2 separate regions of the Mus musculus genome follow, and region 2 is linked to region 1. A link is a contact called in public Hi-C data. All regions are on one chromosome and are shown on one strand. The core of a region is the stretch at or near the end of the contact, and the rest is flanking DNA. Distances in the headings are between cores, read along the strand shown.

The links. A called contact is a pair of places that touch in the nucleus more often than the background predicts.
Region 2: a contact with region 1 is called in a Hi-C map of muscle stem cells, with 2.1 times the contacts expected there. The contact joins two enhancer-like sites. A contact is called at or near these places in 4 of 39 promoter capture datasets (embryonic stem cells, hippocampal neurons, liver and 1 more), 1 of 15 datasets of contacts at CTCF or cohesin (the NIH/3T3 cell line), 2 of 484 Hi-C or Micro-C datasets (large pre-B cells and muscle stem cells), 2 of 115 datasets of contacts at active chromatin or transcription factors (embryonic fibroblasts and large pre-B cells) and 1 of 9 other capture datasets (adipose tissue).

The regions. Positions count from the first base shown.
Region 1 is chr10:4,597,087-4,600,117 of GRCm38.p6, reverse strand. No RefSeq gene overlaps it. Among named protein-coding and RNA genes, the nearest start is that of Esr1, 110 kb to the left of the region's middle. Within about 2 kb of position 1,672, at least 18 of the 459 cell types and tissues checked have an H3K27ac peak or open chromatin away from gene starts, as enhancers often do. A contact at or near this core is called in muscle stem cells, where this site is marked.
Region 2 is chr10:5,082,058-5,085,168 of GRCm38.p6, reverse strand. It overlaps Syne1 (spectrin repeat containing, nuclear envelope 1), which reads left to right. Exons shown (of 146, transcript NM_001347711.1): 127 at 1,190-1,345. Among named protein-coding and RNA genes, the nearest start is that of Gm51757, 240 kb to the left of the region's middle. Within about 2 kb of position 1,463, at least 7 of the 459 cell types and tissues checked have an H3K27ac peak or open chromatin away from gene starts, as enhancers often do. A contact at or near this core is called in muscle stem cells, where this site is marked.

The DNA of each region.
Region 1 (3,031 bases), core at 423-2,922:
TTGTCAATATGGACAAAGAGGCGAATAAACAAACCAAAGAGAAAAAAGAAAGGAAGGAAGGAAGGAAGGAAGGAAGCAAAAGAAAGAGTGAGCCATGTTCATTTCAAGCCACTGAGAAACACAGGCCAAAAGAAAAATAAAATCAGTCAACCTTTGCCAAGTCAGAAAGAACAAACCAGCAGGGCCTAGTGTTCTGTATTCGGCTTTTAAAGGGTATTTCAAACAATAGAGAACAAACACTGCGTAATCACACCAAAGGTTTACAAACAGCACAGCTGACTAATGCAACAAAGTCAGCCAACCAGTGGCTGTCCCTACAGAAACGCCACACCCTGTGCTGCACCTGTGACATGCCCTGCCACTGCTGGCACCAATTCAGGGAGCCTCTCCTGGCAGAGAAATATTCCTGTCTCCTGGCTAGTTCTCATCCTCATGTGGGAGACAGTCTTGAGACCTTGTAAGAAAGTACGAGAATTCCCACTTTCCAGGAAGGGAAATCAAGGCAGGAAGAGATTAATCCCTCTGTTAAGGAAGCAGAGGTTAAAATGTCTGGGTCTCCAGGAATACTAGGGACCAGCTGGATTCGTGGTATCATGGAAACCAAATGCTCCCCTCAAGAGACTCGGGGTTCGGAATTGCTTGTTCTGAAGCCTAGCTCGGACATCTCTTCTTTTGCAGAACTCTTCCCTGCTCTCTGCCTTTGGTTTTTCTTTCCTCATACTCTACACTCATTTCCAGGTTGTCTACAAAAAAAATCGAACATGGTTATAATTAGCCCCAGGGAAGTAGCCAAAAGCCTCTTTCTTCTCCTAGGAGTTGGGGGCATCCATGTGCCTTGAGGTAAACGACCATCTGCTAGGATTTGAGGATGTTCTTGATTACAGTCTCTCTAGTAATTTACATGAGTAGAGAGGGAAGATGGGGAGGGCTGCAAACCGGAGCTCTCCAGAACGCCTTCCCATGAGGGATGCTAAATTCAACGTGTGAGGGTGCCAAGTCAGGGGAGAGGAGGCTGCCCGTGTGTTGGCTCAGCTCATTAGCACGGTTTGAAGATACTTATGATGAGACCGCACGGGGCGCACGCTGTGTTGCCAGTAAGTAAACCGGAGCTAGAAGCTACACGTCTTAAGTGCTTGTGAAAAATCTTCCAGAAGATGGACTATGTCACCAGACCCTGATCCTCATCCAAGTGGTCCAAGTGTTCTCAATTTGGGTCAGTATTTGTTAATGGGAACGAGAGCCTCCTTAGCAAATCCTGGTCAAGAGAGATGGGTGGGTGGGCTTCCTCCAGTCTCAGTTCATTTGCAGCCACTGCCCTTAGAAGATCCAGCAGGATTGAAAGGTACAAAGGGAACGTTAGTGAAGTAGGGTCCGGCCATTTCTTTCTCTACTTTTATTTTAACCAGGCTCTTTGAGTACCTCCACATCTGTGTACTGTGTACTGTGTACTGTGTAGTCTGTACTTCTGTGTACTGTGTACTGTGTATTGTGCAGTCCTTCATCTCCTGCTCCCGGTACCTTCAGTCGTCTCTGGTGTTTCTTTCTTCCCTCCCTTCTCAGCTACAATTGAAGCCCTGATTCCTCTTCCTAAGTTATCGCCTCTCCACAGACACCGTGAAATCCAAGGACAGATGCTGGCCTTCCATTCCATAGACCTCGGTTGGCTCTCTGCTGCCCCCATCTGGTCCATACAAGAATTTCCTGTTGTGATCTTACCCTTTAAAATTTAGAGTCTGGATTTCTTTTGTTGTTGTTGTTTTTGGTGGTTTTTTTTTTTTTTTTTTTTTTTTTTTTTTTTTTTTTTTTTTCGAGACAGGGTTTCTCTGTATAGCCCTTTGAAAATCAGGCTGGCCTCGAACTCAGAAATCCGCCTGCCTCTGCCTCCCGAGTGCTGGGATTAAAGGCATGTGCCACCACCGCCCGGCTTAAGAGTCTGGATTTCTGAAGGCAATTTGAATGTTGCTAATTACTTCTCACTATAACTTTACTTAACTTACGGACCCCAAACTATTCTTTTTTTTTTTTTTTTTTTTTTTTTTTTTGAGACAGGGTTTCTCTGTATAGCTCTGGCTGTCCTGGAACTCACTCTGTAGACCAGGCTGGCCTCGAACTCAGAAATCCGCCTGCCTCTGCCTCCCGAGTGCTGGGATTAAAGGCGTGCGCCACCATGCCCGGCCCCCAAACTATTCTTAATGTATAATGACAAATTATACTACAAAGTTATGAGCTATATCAGGAAGCACCTTGTGGTTTTGTTCTGTTTTGTTTTGTTTTTAATAAGTGGAAAACAGTGGTATTCTAAGAATTTTTTTAAATCCTATAGGCTTTTTCAAATCACTAGAACATTAGAATCATTGGTACGCTTATCCTAGAGTCATAACATTCATATTTTCCTCTCGTTCTACTTCAAATACCCAATGGTGGTAATAAGACAGTTAGGGATGGATAACAGGGGAGAAGGAGGAAGACAGAAATTATCTGGAACTCCCCAGACACTTAGCAAACGTCTTAGAACACATCCCAGCATCTTAACCACAGCCCTAGCCATATAACCATTTGTTTTTGTTACTGTTCTATTGCCGTGACCAAGACAACTTATAACAGAAAGCATTTAATTGTGGGCTTGCTTACAGTTTCAGAGGGTGAGTCTACGGCCATCATGGCAGGGAGCATGGCAGCAGGCAGGCAGACATGGCCCTGGGGCAGTATCTGAGAGATCATATCTTAGCCACAAGACAGAAGCAACAGGAAGAGAAGACTGGGCCTGGCTTGTGCTTTTGAAACCTCAAAAGCCACCACACACACACACACACACACACACACACACACACACACACACGCACTCCGACACTCCTCCTCCAACAAAGCCACTCTTCCTGGCCCTTCCTAAACAGTCCTGGGAAACAGACCTTCGAATATAAGAGCGTGTGGGGTTCATCCATATCCAAGCCATCACATTCTACTCCCTGACCCCCAACAGGCTTATGGCCACATCATAATGCAAAGTGCCTCCCGTCCAGCATCAAAAGCT
Region 2 (3,111 bases), core at 214-2,713, 490 kb before region 1:
TATAGGCAAGTGTTAAATGTGATGTTCGAGTTGTGAGGAAGATAGGGCTTGATAGATAATACAGCAGTAAGGTCCTTACACTTGTATAGCAATGTAATCTGTTCGAAAGGTACAGACAGAATGCTGGATATGTATTAACCTAGATAGCTTGGTCTTTTGGCCAGTCATTCTTATTTTGAGACCCCATTCTCATCTCCCCAAACACTTGGAAAAGCATTCTGCTTTTGAACTTGGAGACTGGGAGAATGTATTTCCATACAGCGCCATTATGTTCTTTCCCAAATCACCCTCCACAGCAAAACAAAGCAATTACCAGAAAATTTCAGGCTAAAACCTTGTTTGCTGAAATTGCCTGGAAAGGTAGCCTCAGATAGTGCCGTTAATTACTCTTGCCTTTAGAAACTTGTCTCTGGTGTGAAGAGACAGGAAAGGCAGAGGAGAAGTGGTATGAAATTCTCCATTCATACACTAAATGAGCTGGAACCTGAAAACAATGGCTGGCAGAGAGGGAGAGTGACACAAATGGCAGAACCTGTCCAAGCATGGAAGGAAACCTCTGCTCGTTCACATTGAATTTCCTTAAACAATGCTCCCAAAGGACAGGTCTATCATCAAGAACTTCAATAAATCTCTGATCCTACAGAATGTGTACTTAGTGAGTTATTTTGAATACAGGAAAAACTGTGACAAATTGATATTTCATGATAAGGATATATCACAGAATAGGTCAACTCAGCATTCAAAAATGAAGTTCAAGTTAGGAAATTTTTCTTTTAAATATTTCACTAGTGTGATCAGGAACAGGACAAAACTAGTGGGTGGTTTGGTAATCAGTTTAGGTATATTTATGGTCTCAGGATTGTAGAATGAGACATATTTAGAATAAAGAAGGCCATTAAAGTGACAAACTTGGATTTGGAAAAGTCAAAAGCAAAAACAAACAAACTAACAACCCCACCACCACCATCCTAGAAAGACTACGTATATGGTGGAAAGTTTCAGCAGGGACATTTTTTTTCAGAAGAAAGTGGCAGGCTTTCAAGTTATGTAGGATGCAAATAAGGATCTTGAGTGTGGTGTTCAGAAAGAGTTTATATCAAGGAAATCCCGGTGAGACAGGTCACCAAAGACCCCTCAAAGGATTGAAGGTAGATGTTGTGGGTGTTCATGGATGCTTGTCTCACTGTAGGAACTGGAAAACGCAGTTGGGAGGTGGACAGATGACCTGACAGAGTTGATGCTGGTGAGGGATGCCCTGGCTGTCTACCTCAGTGCTGAGGACATCTCCATGCTGAAGGAACGCGTGGAGCTTCTGCAAAGACAATGGGAAGAGCTTTGTCACCAGGTAAGCTGTGGTCTAAATGAATAAGTAGCCCCTCGTGATGGGAAGGCTGAGGGTGATCCATGATGCAAGACATGCCTGATCCGTATCTCAACCCACCCCATGACTCATACATAAACAGAGGAGGGTGTGGTTGTTGCCAGAATATGTTAGAACAAGGATACCTATATCATCATATTATACTTGAATTCATCTGTACCGAAGCATTTATTTTTTCTTCCCTGGCTGGCACAAACTGCTGTACTTTCTAGGTGTGAATTTTCAGCTGGGAAGGTAACAGTAGTATGTTCTGCATTTTAAACACAGAAGAAATGCATTGTTTTGGTTTTACTTAGAGTTCTAGAAATAATTTTATTTGTGGAAAGTTTATAGTCATTCCTTATAATTCACTGTGTATGGCATTGTTAGGTTTACATCATTTATTAAATGCCTTTCTCTTTCTGGTGAGAAGGGACTACCTGCTGGTTTTTGTTTTTGTTTTGTTTTGTTTTTTTGGGGAGCATATTCTACTTTATTAGGATTCCCATTTCCTCCTGGTTATGTGCCAGCATGGATCATAGTCCGGCGCATTCCCATTTCCTCCTGGTTATGTGCCAGCATGGATCATAGTCCGGCGCATTCCCATTTCCTCCTGGTTATCTGCCAGCATGGATCATAGTCCGGCGCATTCCCATTTCCTCCTGGTTATGTGCCAGCATGGATCATAGTCCGGCGCATTCCCATTTCCTCCTGGTTATGTGCCAGCATGGATCATAGTCCGGCGCATTCCCATTTCCTCCTGGTTGTCTGCCAGCATGGATCATAGTCCGGCGCATTCCCATTTCCTCCTGGTTATGTGCCAGCATGGATCATAGTCCGGCGCATTCCCATTTCCTCCTGGTTATGTGCCAGCATGGATCATAGTCCGGCGCATTCCCATTTCCTCCTGGTTATGTGCCAGCATGGATCATAGTCCGGCGCATTCCCATTTCCTCCTGGTTATGTGCCAGCATGGATCATAGTCCGGCGCATTCCCATTTCCTCCTGGTTATGTGCCAGCATGGATCATAGTCCGGCGCATTCCCATTTCCTCCTGGTTATCTGCCAGCATGGGTCATAGTCCGGCGCATTCCCATTTCCTCCTGGTTATGTGCCAGCATGGATCATAGTCCGGCGCATTCCCATTTCCTCCTGGTTATGTGCCAGCATGGATCATAGTCCGGCGCATTCCCATTTCCTCCTGGTTATGTGCCAGCATGGATCATAGTCCGGCGCATTCCCATTTCCTCCTGGTTATGTGCCAGCATGGATCATAGTCCGGCGCATTCCCATTTCCTCCTGGTTATGTGCCAGCATGGATCATAGTCCGGCGCATTCCCATTTCCTCCTGGTTATGTGCCAGCATGGATCATAGTCCGGCGCATTCCCATTTCCTCCTGGTTATCTGCCAGCATGGGTCATAGTCCGGCGCATTCCCATTTCCTCCTGGTTATGTGCCAGCATGGATCATAGTCCGGCGCATTCCCATTTCCTCCTGGTTATGTGCCAGCATGGATCATAGTCCGGCGCATTCCCATTTCCTCCTGGTTATGTGCCAGCATGGATCATAGTCCGGCGCATTCCCATTTCCTCCTGGTTATGTGCCAGCATGGATCATAGTCCGGCGCATTCCCATTTCCTCCTGGTTATCTGCCAGCATGGGTCATAGTCCGGCGCATTCCCATTTCCTCCTGGTTATGTGCCAGCATGGATCATAGTCCGGCGCATTCCCATTTCCTCCTGGTTATGTG